Linked DNA regions of Mus musculus: region 1 is linked to region 2. Evidence: chromatin contacts called from public HiChIP or PLAC-seq data. All regions are on one chromosome and are shown on one strand. Each heading gives the region's core, a stretch centred on a gene start, on an enhancer-like site or on the middle of the called end of the contact. The rest is flanking DNA. Distances are from core to core; before and after follow the strand shown.

Region 1 (6,340 bases), core at 1,532-4,031, 47 kb after region 2:
AAACTCTTAACAAATTAATTAATCAGAAAATTCAACTACTTGAAAAGCGGTTGGAGAAACGAGGGGGAAGTAAAATTATATTCAGTAAAATAAGGGTAAGAACAGAAATAACTAAGAACACAGACAACTCTAAGCTACCTGCAGTAGTGAGCAGAAGAGTACCTAACACTAAGGACGTTTGTCTGCTTTTAAAACAAGTATATGCAGGCAGGTGAGATGGCTCGGTAGGTCTGGGCTCTTGCTACCAGGCTTGAGGCACCAAGTTCAATGCCTGGAACCTACACGGGGAAGGACAGAGCTAACTTCTAAATGTTGATCTCTGACATATACATTCACATGCACAGTGTATGTTCACCCTAGACCATATGAAGCATTGAATATCTGCTAAGTATGTGACATCTACACATATTCACCTGCCACACAACAGTCCGATTCACCCTAATATCTAAATAAGATTCCATGTCTTACATCAGACAGACCAAAATACAGGTGATTAGCCAGCTGAGCGTGATAGCACAAGACCAGTAATCGTGTCACTGTGGAGGCTGAGGCAGGAAGATCACCCCAAGCTCAAGACCAGCGTAGGCTACATAGTGAGACTCTTATCAAAACCCTTTTAACCAAGTGTGACGGTGCAGGCCTTCAATCCCAGCACTCCAGAGACAGAGGCAGGCAGATCTCTAGTCCACAGAGGGCGTTCCAGGAGAGCCAGGGCTACATGGAGAAAAACCAAAATTAAAATAAGAGGGGAAAAAAACCCTTTTAAGTGTTATTAATAAAACCATTTCCTCCTTCCATCAGAAAATGTAAAACACTCATATGGCTTCCCCACGGAGTGCTGAAATCCCAGCTGCTGCTAGGACAGCTCTGCCGTTTCTATCAACCATTCAACAGAGGATTCAAACCGAGTTCTAGACATCCCTAAATGGATAACCATCCCAGGAACCTGCGCACTCTCACACCTGCCCACACCTCAGCGCTCACTCACACACACTAGAAAATGGAGAAGAGGAGAAGTCGGCACTTTATCAAAGAAGTCACTGCACGGCCTCCCCCAAAAAACTTCAGGGAGTCTCCTAAGCAACACCACCCACTCCACCCCGGTACAGTCGCGCAGCAGGGTGACCTAGGAAGACTTCTAATGTGTGGCAGAGCAGTGCAGACCCAGCTTGATAATACAAAACACCAAATAAATGGGAAAACACAGAAAACAGTTCCTCTGAAACAGAGTGCTAAGCAGAGAACTCTCTAAGTCCACCCGGAGGAACCTCTGCAACTAAATGTTAGTACAAGATCCTTCGTAAAGCTAACTTCTAAGCTCACAATGGCAGTGAGCCTGCAGTGGTGGCACATGCCCCTTAATCCCAGGATTCTCAGAGCCAAAAACAAGAGGATAAATTCAAGGCCAACCTGGTCTACATAGGGAGTTCCAGGTCAGCCAAGGCTATCTCAAAAAACAAAGACGTTGGTGGGAATGGTAGCAGCTAAGCTCACTTGAATAAGCCTCCACCCAGCGTTTCTATCAGACTGTGCCCTCTTTTGTGCACACACACCCCCAACACCACTAAACCACTATTACACATCAAATCGGGCAAGTGTAGCACTAGGCCCACCAAGCCGGAATCACCCAACCGGCACCAGCAATTTGACTCTGGACATTACTCCGACGTTACTGCTCTGAGGACCTGATAGTACGGCCCGCCGGTAATGCATAACTTAGCCGGCACACCGAGTGGACAGCAACGCCACAGAGTCTCCCAGACTTAGGAAGCAGAGTAATCAGGCGCGAGGAAGACTCCCGGCCGTCCTCCTCTACCCAAGCGAGCGTGTGGTTGGCAGGGCCAAGGGTAAACAGGGAAAATTCATTCAACAATTTCCCGATGGCGTAGCGTGCGGACAGACGTAGGAGGCAAGTTAAGACGCTGCGGAGCACGGAAGGAAGAGCAGAGTTCACAGACAGGCAGGTAATGATTGCCAGCTCCGGCTGCCGGGCCACACCTGGGCCTCCTCGATGGAGTTGGCGAGTGGTGCCGGGCAGGCTCCGGGTCTTTCCAGCAGACCCGAGCCTGGAGACCCAGCTACCTTCCACATGATTCCCGGAGGGCGAATCACACAGCGGCCCAGTAACCATGTGGCGGGGAGGGGTTGGGGGGGAACCGCCCGAAGCGCACAACCCGGTAGGGGGAGGAGGTCCCCGAGGAAACGCAAAGGGCGGGATGTTGGGGTACAAGACTCACTTCCTTTGGGCTTTGTCCTTCTTGGCCTTGGTCCTTTTCTTTCGGGCCTGGAGCGCGAGCACTGCGGGAGAGAGGGATGGATGAAGGGCCGATGTAAGTGGGAGGCGGGGAGCGGCGCGAGCACGCAGGGCGACCGGGCCTGAGGCTGCGGGCCGAGCGCGGGGCGGGCTGCTCGGGGTGCACAGCGGCTGCCAGGCCCGGCGCGCCCAAAGAGGCTCGGGCCGGCCATGAGGCCTCGCCGCCCCGGCCTGGGGGCTGCGGAGCGAGGGGCGGGGACGGCGGGCGCCGGAGGACGCCGCAGCCGAGGGGCGAGAGGCAAGAGTGACGCCGCTTCAGGGGGCCGCGACAGTGGCCAGAGAGGCGCCTGGCGCCCAGTCGGGGACCGCCGTGGCTCCTCGTGGCGGAGGCCGCTCCGCCGCTCACCTTTCCGCTCCATGGCGAGACCGGTAACCGCCAGGCGCCTGCGCACTCGAGTGACGCCGACTCGGGCTCCCGCCGCGGCCCAAATCCCAGCTCTTCCTCCCGGCGCGCGCCGGCCCCGCCTCCGGGCCCGCCCGACCACGCCCCACACGGCGTCGCGCGCCTGCGTGGTGAACACAGAGCCTACCACCTGCTCCGGGGTGTACGAGAGTGGAGGGCAAGGGACCGAGGGATCCTGAATGGGAAGCTGGTTTTAGTGTCCCGCCATAAAGCGCGCGGCTTGAAGTTCTTACCTCCTGAGGAAAGGCAGGGCTCCGCAGTCAGTCGGGATTTGCCTCAGTTTCCCCGGCCTGCAAAACTGCTTAACCCAAACATATCCCAGTTCCTGTCTGAGCTGTTGTAAGGGCCAATTAAGACATTAAAGAAAATGGGAAATTAAATTGTATGTGGATACACACAGAACAAAGGCTGGAAGGAGGGAACGTGTGCCTCTGTCCTCTTCTAAAGATAAAACCTTGGGCCAGCAGCCCATGCCTTTAATCCCAGCACTCCAGAAGCAGGTGTATCTTTATGAGTTCCAGGCCAGCAAGGCATATATAATGAGATCCTGACCCAAAATAAATCAATAAGAACTGGATGGGGGGGCGGTATGGGGGACTTTTGGGATAGCATTGGAAATGTAACTGAGGAAAATACGTAATAAAAAAATATTAAAAAAAAAAAAAAGAACTGGATCAGAAGCTGGGCAGTGGTGGTGCACGCCTTTAATCCCAGCACTTGGAAAGCAGAGGCAGGCAGATTTCTGAGTTCGAGGCCAGCCTGGTCTACAGAGTGAGTTCCAAGACAGCCAGGGCTACACAGAGACACCCTGTCTCGAAAAACCAAAAAAGAAAAAAGAAAAAAAGAAAAGAACTGGACCAGAAGACAGCTCAGCAAGTAAAGGTGCCTTAAGGACCTGAATTCAAATCCAAATAGGGCCAATTCCCACAGGTCTCTCTCTGACTTGCACACAGGACCCATGGCACATGCAACAACCCCTCACCCATAAGTAAGCTAAACAATTATTTTAAGTAAAAGCAAACACTTCTAAAGGGAATTTTCTAGCTGCAAGTTGAAAGCCTTAAAGGAAGGGTGTGAATGGGAATTCTGTTTTCTCCTTGAAGAACTCTCTTCATCGTAGGACTTACCGGGTGTTTCCATACTGTCAAGTGCATGATCTTATTAGATGCTGATGTCAACTTCAGGCCAAGGTAGTTATTATCCCCATTACAGAAAGATGAGAACGTGGAAAGGATTGTGTGCTCAGAATCTTGCTGTCCCAACCCAATGATTCAGGCATCAAAACTCCTATAGTAAAGTAGAATCAGCAGGCATTTATGAGAGAGATGGGGGAGGAACATGAGGCTCTCTAGACCCCAGTATTTCTTCCAAAACATAGACTGTGGGTACTGCTGTGGAGATTTATAGTAGGCACTGAAATTCGCAATTGGAATTGTATACTTTTCATGTGTTTCAGAACTCTCCTTTAGATCTTTTTTGTGATTTTCTTTTTGTTGTTTTGTTTGTCTGTTTGGGGGGTTTTTGGTTTGTTTTGTTTTGTTTTTGTTTTGAGACAGGGTTTCTCTGTGTAGTCCTGGCTGTCCTAGAACTCACTCTGTAGACCAGGCTGGCCTGGAACTCAGAAATCGGCCTGCCTCTGCCTCCTAAGTGCTGGGATTAAAGGCGTGCGCTACCAACACCCGGCTCCACTGAAGCCTTTTCAAGTGGCGTGCATATGTCTATATTCCAGCTGGCTAGGGTAGGGGCTCAAAAACCCAGCTCTATAAGAAGTGGGACTTGGGGGCTGGTGAGATGGCTCAGCAGGTAAGATGTCTCTAAGAGCACCCAACTGCTCTTCTGAAGGTCCTGAGTTCAAATCCCAACAACCACATTGTGGCTCACATCCATCCGTAAGGAGATCCGACTCCCTCTTCTGGAGTGTCTGAAGACAGCTACAGTGTACTTACATAAAATAAATAAATAAATCTTTTAAAAAAAAGAAGAAGAAGAAGAAGAAGTGGGACTTGGGCTGGGGAGTTGGCTCAGTGCGTAAAGTTCTAGCCTGGCATTTGGATCCCCAGAACCCATATAACTGCTGTGTAGGCGAGGTGGCGTGCTGGAGACAAAGGATCTTGGAGCAAGCTGGCTAAATGAGCTGGCAAGCTCCTGGTTCAGTGAGAGACCCTACCTCAATGATCTAGAGAATGCTTAAGGAAGATGTCCAGTGTAAAAGCTCAGGCCTTCGCCGGCACAGGCACAGAGACACACTGTGCTTGCACACACAAGGGAACACATACATGCAAAACGGAGGAAGAGGAGGAGGTTGGAGGGAAGACAGGTCAGTAATCAATTGGTTGGGAAAGGAGGGTGAGCACACAGGAGCACAGACCAAGCCTGGGGGCCCAGGCACAACCTCCTTAGCAAAGCAGGAAAATCTGTCCCAGCAAGGAGGAGGCCACCACACTTGGTTTGATGTAGGTGTTGAGAAATGTGTAGGATTTTCATAGGTGGGGAAGGAGATGTCAAGCATTCCTGAAAGAAAAAATCAATTGAGCAAAAGGGCCCAGGTTGGAAAACTGTGGGTGGAGACTGGGGCCAAGAGTGACTGCGAGTATGAAGTAGGCAGGGGTGGGAGGATGGGTTTGCTAAGTTGGAGATTCAGATCACAGCATCTGCTGTACAGAACCTGAATGATGGCATTGCTGGGTTTATTGTGAAAGAGGCAGGCACTTGTTAGCCAAAGAAAACTGCTTTCTACTTTAAACTTGGGACTCAACGGGTAATAGGATCAGAAAACACCTGATGTCCTAGAGTATGAGACTGTGCTAGCCTGGGGAACTCACCCCTGGCTGGGGGGAGCCAATGAAATTCTGAGTAACTGTGTTGTTGACATGGGTCCAGCCATATCAAAGGGTTCTGATGTCTCAGACCTATGGAAACAGCAAAGCCTTCCCCAGATGGGGTTTTTAAAGGGATGGCAAAGGTATACACATGCACACATGCTCGAGTGCACGCGCGCGCGCGCGCGCGCACGCACACGCACACACACACACACACACACACACACACATTACACGTTCCAATTTTACTATAGTTACATCAGAAAAGAAACAGTCAACTTGCTGTGACTCAGCCTTCCCTTCCTCTGGTCGTACAAGTGTGCTGGATTGACCAGTGTCTGGAACAACAGAAAGCCACAAGGTGGTATCACCTTGAACCACAGCTTCCTCCGCCCCAGTGTTTATACCCCAAGACTGCTCCCTTACAGAGCTCTTCCCTGAGACTAGCTAACTAACCCTGGCTGTTCAAAATTAGCACTCTTTGTTTTCAGTTGCATAGTAGATGCCTTCCATCCTAATGAACACAGCCTGCCTGATCCCAGTTTTTCTTTGTGTGGGTGCCTGTCATTTCTTCATTGCTAAGTCACCCCAGTCAGGTTTTCAGGATCAAGCCAATCCCTAGAGTGGGTGGGTAAAATGATGACCAGGGGGCTAGAAAGATGGCTCAGAGGTTAAGGGCCCTTGCTGCTCCTGCAGAGATCCGGAGTTTGGTTCCCAGCATCCTGTAGGGCAGCTCATGCCTGCCACCAGTTTCAGGTGCTGCCCCCTGGCCGCCTCACACACATGAATACTCCAAGTGCTTGC
Region 2 (6,770 bases), core at 92-2,591:
TGTCCTGTGCTGGTTTTTTGTTGTTGTTGTTGTTGTTGTTGTTTTTTTTAGACAGGGTTTCTCCGTATAGCCCTGGCTGTCCTGGAACTCGCTCTGTAGACCAGGCTGGCCTTGAACTCAGAAATCCTTCTGCCTCTGTCTCCTGAGTGCTGGGATTAAAGGCGTGTACCACCACTGCCTGGCCTCTCCTGTTTTTTGTTTGTTTTGCTTTGTTGTTGTTGCTGGTTGGTCGTTGGAAATTTTTGAGACTGTGTCTCAGGATATGGGACTATCTAGGACTATCTAGACTATCTCTGACTATCCTAGGACTTGATCTGTAGATCAGGCTGTGCTTGAACTCATAGAGATCTGCCTGCCTCTTCCTCTCAAGTGCTGAAATCAAAGGCTGCATGCACCACCATGCCTTTAAAGCCCAGTTTCCAGGTTGTTTTACCTGAGGCCTGGGGATTTGAACTTAGACCTTTAAACTTGAACGACAAATGTTTATTCGCTGAGCTATCTCCTAGGCTAAAGCCCTTGTCATATCTTATTTAGCTCCAGACTTCAGGGTTATAGAGGGTTTATTCTTTTATGTATACTTTACTGGATTGCCTTTTAGTACTTACACTAGCCATGCAGTTATCTAAAAAAATCTGGGTTTATATATGGGTTATTTCTTTGGCTTTTGAGACAATCTTATGTAGCCTCTCTTTATCCTGATCATCTTCCAATTTTTGAGTGCTGGGATTATTACAGGTGTGAGCCACTACATTCAGCGGAAAAACGAAATATTTTTTAAAAAGGAAATCTGCAATAAAAATGGAAACCAGAGGAGAAAGGCCGTGTGTTGGATACACTGACTGCTCCGTTGTGGTTTGGGAAAGGCTCTGGAGAATGAACTTTGGTATTCTTTATTACTGCGAGTGTTATTGCACTAGCTCAGGTCCTTGCTGACAGGATATTTCTCTAGCCTCCACTCTGGTCTCGGCGGTCATTGACTGGAAGACCAAGCCAAGACCCAGTCAAAACTTGCGGCCCTCGGGATGGAGCGGTGGTGCTGCTACGGCTGGTGGGAGGTGGAGGTCCCCGAAGGGTGACTAGGGGTGTAGAGGACAGGAAGCGGTTTTGCAGCTGGAATCAGCGGAAGGAACGTGACACACGGTCGGCCCCACCCTCTGGGAGGAAGAGAGGACCGGGGTCCCAGCTCCCTTCCCCTCCAAGTCGCCCCTCCAGGCTCTGCGCGGCCGCCGGCCACGCCCCTACCAGGCCACGCCCCCGAACTCTGGCGCTGGCCGCGGTGCTGAAACGCGTTTCGCAGAGCGGGCCGGGCGTGGCCTGTGAGGGCAAGCAGGAGGGGCGGGCAAAGCGGAGGCGCAGGCCCAGACCCTGGCCGACCTAGAGGAGGCGGCAGACTCGAGCCCATCCTGGTCAGAACGGGCACATTCATCTGGGAAGCATCTCTTGCGAAGACAAGGTTGACCTTGGCCTGCTGCACTCCCAACCTACTGGGGGGAATGTTTGCATGGCTCCCTGACCTCAGGCTGCTCCTCACACCAGGCTGAGGACTGACCCACGACTTCTGCTCCCTAGAGCTGTAGACCTGCACCCAGCCAGTGTCCCCGTCCTAGTCCAGCGGCCTTCGCCATGGTGAAGTTGCTGCCAGCCCAGGAGGCCGCCAAGATCTACCACACCAACTATGTGCGAAACTCGCGCGCTGTGGGAGTGATGTGGGGCACGCTCACTATCTGTTTCTCGGTGCTGGTCATGGCCCTCTTTATCCAGCCCTACTGGATAGGCGACAGTGTTAGCACACCACAGGCTGGTTACTTTGGCTTGTTCTCCTACTGCGTGGGCAACGTGCTGTCGTCGGAACTCATCTGCAAGGGGGGCCCTCTGGACTTCTCCTCCATCCCCTCCAGAGCCTTCAAGACTGCCATGTTCTTTGTGGCCTTGGCCATGTTCCTTATCATCGGCTCCATCATCTGCTTCAGCCTGTTCTTCGTCTGTAATACAGCCACGGTCTACAAGATTTGCGCCTGGATGCAGCTGGCTGCTGGTGAGCAGGGTTGCTGGGGTGTGGTGTGTGTGAGGGGGGATACTCAGGGTACAGCCATGGCTTTCCCATGAAGGGAAAGCTCTGAGCCTTCTCTTACTCAGTGTTCCACAAAAGATTCGGAATAGGGGCTCACACTATACTCAGAGTAGAGGCCAAGGCTATAGCAGACCAAATTATAGGTGGGAGCCATGAGACAAGAGGAGGGCTGTGAGTTCCAGGCCAGCCTGGGCTATATTGTGAGACCCTGTCTTGAGGAGAATCTGAGATTCTAAGAAAGAATGAGTCAGGGACTAGGAGATAGCTCAGCTGGTAAAGGTGCTTGCCACCAAGTCTGATAGCTTGAGTTCAGCATCCAGGACCCACATTCCATAAAGAACAGAGTCTGTCCAGTTGTTTATCTGATCTCCATGCGGCATGTGCCCATGAGCTCATACGTCACGTCACACACTCATGTACACACACAACTAAAAGTAAAAGAAAAGGGGGTATTCATAGGCAGAATGGATGCAGACTGTTGGGGTCCTCGCTGTAGAGCCCATGAGCCAGAGAGAAGTGACTTGGAGGGGGCACATAGCTCTGGGTGGATGCAGCCAGGTGTACCAACAACCAGAACACCGCACCACAGGCTTGCACACTCAGAGGGAAGAGGAAGGCTATTGCCACATGGCCTAGGATCCAACCCCAGGGCTATGGTGATGACTGTTCCCAGATCTCTGGCCTCACTCCCTGCCTCTTCCTCAGTTCCAACTGCTCTCGTGGAAGAGTCCGGGGTTTGGGGGTGCTGCTGTTACACTGTATCAGGTAGGCAGCTGCTTATGGGGTCCCAAGGCAAGGCATCTCCTGCCTGCTTTCCTGCTCCAGGCTCAGGTGGCCCTTTTGGTCCTTGGGACAGCTGATCTTGGTCTCCATTGGAGCTCAGGAAGAGACTGCCTAACACCTGTCAGCAGCCTTTGGTTTCTTAGTCCCTGACCTCCTACAGATGTCCATCAACAGCGGTGGGACTGGAGACAGGAGATCAACTGTCTAGACATCGTTGGGTAATGTAGCATTACCTTGGTGGGGGTCAGAGGGTGGTGACTAACAGGTGTCTGACTCTCAGGCAGGCAGAGCTGGAGGGGACCCCAGCTGTGGATGAGGAATTGGACTGACTGAGGGTAAGAGAATACCAGCTGGCAGATCAGAGCCTGGGACAATTAAGAGGTCCCTCCCACCCCCCCAAATTAGATGCAGTCCAAGAGCATTTTTATTGAGACCCATACTTTATAAGCATGATTCACAAAATATTTCATTTTCTGATGAAGCCTCATCACAACCCAGTAGTGAGGGTTCCTGCATTTGCAAAGTCCTGGTTCAGACGCTTTGGTGAGCAGTTAGCAAGCAAAGGCAGACCCGATTCTCAGTCTGACACCCCGGCCACTCACCTGGCCTGAGTTCCTCCCCAGAGGTCTGTTTCCAAGCCTTAGTGGGCAGGAGGGGACAACAGGCCATGATGATCATATCAGGAAGAGGCAGTGGAGATTGAGTCCAAAGAGTAGTGAGATGGCTGTGCTTGCCAGCTGTTCTTCCACCGCAGGGCTCGGGATGATGTGGAGACACACCATCCTTTCTTAGAGCTTTCTGCCCACCTCCAGCATCATCCAATAGGTGTGCTTGCTGAGCAGGCAATAGAAATGAGACCTGGGTGGAGGAACACCAGGCCATTTGAGCCAGACGCTATCTGGGTCACAGAGCCGGTAGCAGAGATGGCTAAGTGCCATCCCATGAAGCATTTATGTGGAGCAAAGAAAAAGGTGGTGCCATGTTCCACTCTGTGTCAGGGAGGAGAGGGCTGAACAGGTGTTTCTCATAGCCATCAACTGGGGGATTCATGTGTCAGCTCAAAAATTTCCACAAAGCCAGAGGATGGGGGTAGGAGAAGAGAACTGATGCCCCTGCAAAGGTGGCGGCACTCAGATGGAGCTCAGGGTGCAGGCTGAGCATGGGCTCAGTTGTTTTCCCTGAGTCTTGGTAACCTCCTGCCTTAGTGAGACTGTATTATTATCCAAATTCCCATACATGAAGGAGCCTAGACAACAGGCATTTCTTCATCTCTCATGGCTCTGGAGCCTGTGTAAGTGCGGTCAGGTGTTGGTACAGTGTGTTGTCAGTGAGGTCATCTTCCAGGCACAGGCTGCTGACTTCTTGTTCTGCCCACAAAAGATGGAAAAGGCAAGAAGTCTCTCCAGGTTCCCTTCTGTAAGTGTGCTAATCCTGTGTACGTGGGCTCCATCTCCTGAGCTAATTACTTCCTGTCTTAGTTAGGGTTTACTGCTGTGAACAGGCACTATGACCAAGGCAACTCTTATAAGGATACTATTTAATTGAGGTTGGCTTACAGGTTTAGAGGTTCAGTCCATTATCATCAGGGCGGGAGCATGGCAACATCCAGGCAGGCATGGTGCAGGAGGAGCTGAGAGTTCTACATCTTTATCTGAAGGATTATAGGAGAAGACTGGCTTCCAGGCAGCTAGGATGAGGGTCTTAAAGCCCACATCCATAGTGACACATGTCCTCCAACAAGACCACACCCACTCCAATTAAGGCCACACTCACTCCAACAAGGCCATACCTCCAAATAGTGCCACTCCCTGGGCCAGGCATATTCAAACAAACCAGCACTCTTCCCAAAGCCCCGCCTTCTGACACCATCACTCTAAGGGCTAAAACTTGAGCATACAGCTTTTGGGGGATTCAAATCATTCAGCACAATACATATCATCTGTAGCATGTAGTACCCCATTCCTCGGGGAACCTGTGAGGAGGGGATGGTACTCTGCATGAAAAATATCGTATAAGTACTTGACAAACATGGGACCCACAGGCAGGGAGAAACAAGAACTTGGAACTGCAGTGACCCGAAGCACAGCTCACTCGTTCTCCTTTTGTGCCCTCTGGCATCACTGAGGCCTCTGCTTCCCCCAGTCTGGGTTGTTTTTGCTGTCATTACTGCAGAGGGAAAGAGCGTGGAAGGTTCCTGAGGAAAGTGAGAAGCTGGGGGTTGGACTGGGCCCTGTGTTCATTAGGTCAAAGGTCCTGAATCGTAGCGTGTGCTGCGATGATGCTGGTCAGAACTACCACCTGCCTCCCACACTCCACGTTATCTCAGAGGTGGAGGGTGAGCAATTGTCTCTCAGAAGAGATGCATCTTGGGTGGGATCAGATGCTGGAAGGCTCTGGAGCTACAGTGGGCAGTGCTTTGCTGAGTCCGTCCAGGGTGGGACTGGGAGAAGCACGGGAGGCCATTGCCTCTGCCTCTGTCCTGACTGCTGGATCTCAGTGCTCTAGCTTTGTGAGTTTCAGTTTTCCCACTTGCATCTTACATAGACAGAAGGAGCTAGCTCTGGTGTTTCCCAAGGTTAACCCAGAGACCGTGTGTGTGTGTGTGTGTGTGTGTGTGTGTGTGACAGAGATCTGGGTGTGAGGAGGTAGCTGGGGGGCAAGCACAGCCTGACACCACTTGTACTCTCTTGTTTCCCTAGCCACGGGCCTAATGATCGGATGTCTAGTCTACCCAGATGGTTGGGACTCCAGTGAGGTGCGGCGTATGTGTGGCGAGCAGACGGGCAAGTACACACTGGGCCACTGCACCATCCGCTGGGCCTTCATGCTGGCCATCCTCAGCATTGGAGATGCACTCATCCTCTCCTTCCTGGCTTTTGTGTTGGGCTATCGGCAGGACAAGCTCCTCCCGGATGACTACAAGGCAGATGGGAATGGTACCTGTCTTTCTCCGTGGGAATATCCTTCCCTGGGGCTGTGGGTGGAGAAGTGGCTGCGGTGGTGGCTCTCTGAAGCCAAGTGTGTCTGGGCCTCTTGAGCTAAGACCAGCAGCCAAACCTGTCCTCCCTGAGAAAGGCCATCAGCGGAGTGTTCAAAGCTGGCAGGCTATTCAGAAGAGACCTGTGAGCAGAAAACAGTCCCAATATGGCTGGGGGAGCCAGATGGGGTCCCCCAGGTGACGGGTGGCACTGATGCTGGCCTAAGTCATGGGGCAGGAGGGTTGGCAGGTAGAGAGGATGGTGGGGAAGAAGTCATGAGCTACTGCAAAGTGTGTGCCTGGTAAAGTACGAGGTGGTGCTGAACGGACAGCTCCTGCAGTCCTGTAGTGAAAGGCTGGTGCACATGGCCTCCCAGGCCGCTCTCCAGCCTGTCCAACTCAGTTTGCCACCAGGCAGTTACTGCTGACGCCAGGGGGTGGGGGTGGGGCGGCACGTGGATCTCTGTGTTTAACTTTGGACTGCCGCCTGGGACTTTATGCCTGTCTCCATTTGGTCCTTCCTTCCAATTATCCCCAAGGGGCTTTTCCCGTGTGTCTGTCAATCCAGCCAGAGATCAGAGCCTGTCTTACAGCCACAAGATTCCCCAAATGCTGTTATGCTAGCAGGTGGCCACCATTGCACCTGAGGCACCTTAGGGATCTCCCCAGCCTTCTGAGAGAAAGTTCCATCACATCAGACCTTGGACCTGGATTAGAGGCAGTGACAGCCTCTTACCCTCTGCTGGTCCCAGGGTCAAGGACACTCTGCATAGGACAAACTGGAGGCCCAGAAGCCAGGCCTCCATAGCTGAGCCTGAAGCGCACCTGTCTCTGTGACTGGTGATGAGGACTGTACATAGCCAGAGATGGATGAAGTATCTTACCCTCACGGTGGCTCTTGAAGCTGCTGGGTAGCCTACTTAGGGGGCAGGTGAGATG

What was found. HiChIP or PLAC-seq counts read pairs in DNA pulled down with a chosen protein or histone mark.
Region 1: a contact with region 2 is called in an H3K27ac HiChIP or PLAC-seq map of embryonic stem cells, with 9 read pairs. The contact joins the promoter of Srpk1 here to the promoter of Lhfpl5 in region 2. A contact is called at or near these places in 3 of 484 Hi-C or Micro-C datasets (2-cell embryo, embryonic fibroblasts and stem cell-derived epiblast-like cells), 5 of 115 datasets of contacts at active chromatin or transcription factors (CD8 T cells, the HPC-7 cell line, embryonic stem cells and 1 more) and 3 of 9 other capture datasets (adipose tissue, liver and pancreatic islet).

The regions. Positions count from the first base shown.
Region 1 is chr17:28,619,740-28,626,079 of GRCm38.p6, forward strand. Srpk1 (serine/arginine-rich protein specific kinase 1) reads right to left here and starts at 2,782. Exons shown (of 16, transcript NM_016795.4): 1 at 2,661-2,782; 2 at 2,238-2,298. The coding sequence starts at 2,673.
Region 2 is chr17:28,574,378-28,581,147 of GRCm38.p6, forward strand. It overlaps Lhfpl5 (lipoma HMGIC fusion partner-like 5), which reads left to right and starts at 1,342. Exons shown (of 4, transcript NM_026571.2): 1 at 1,342-2,035; 2 at 5,554-5,790. The coding sequence starts at 1,624.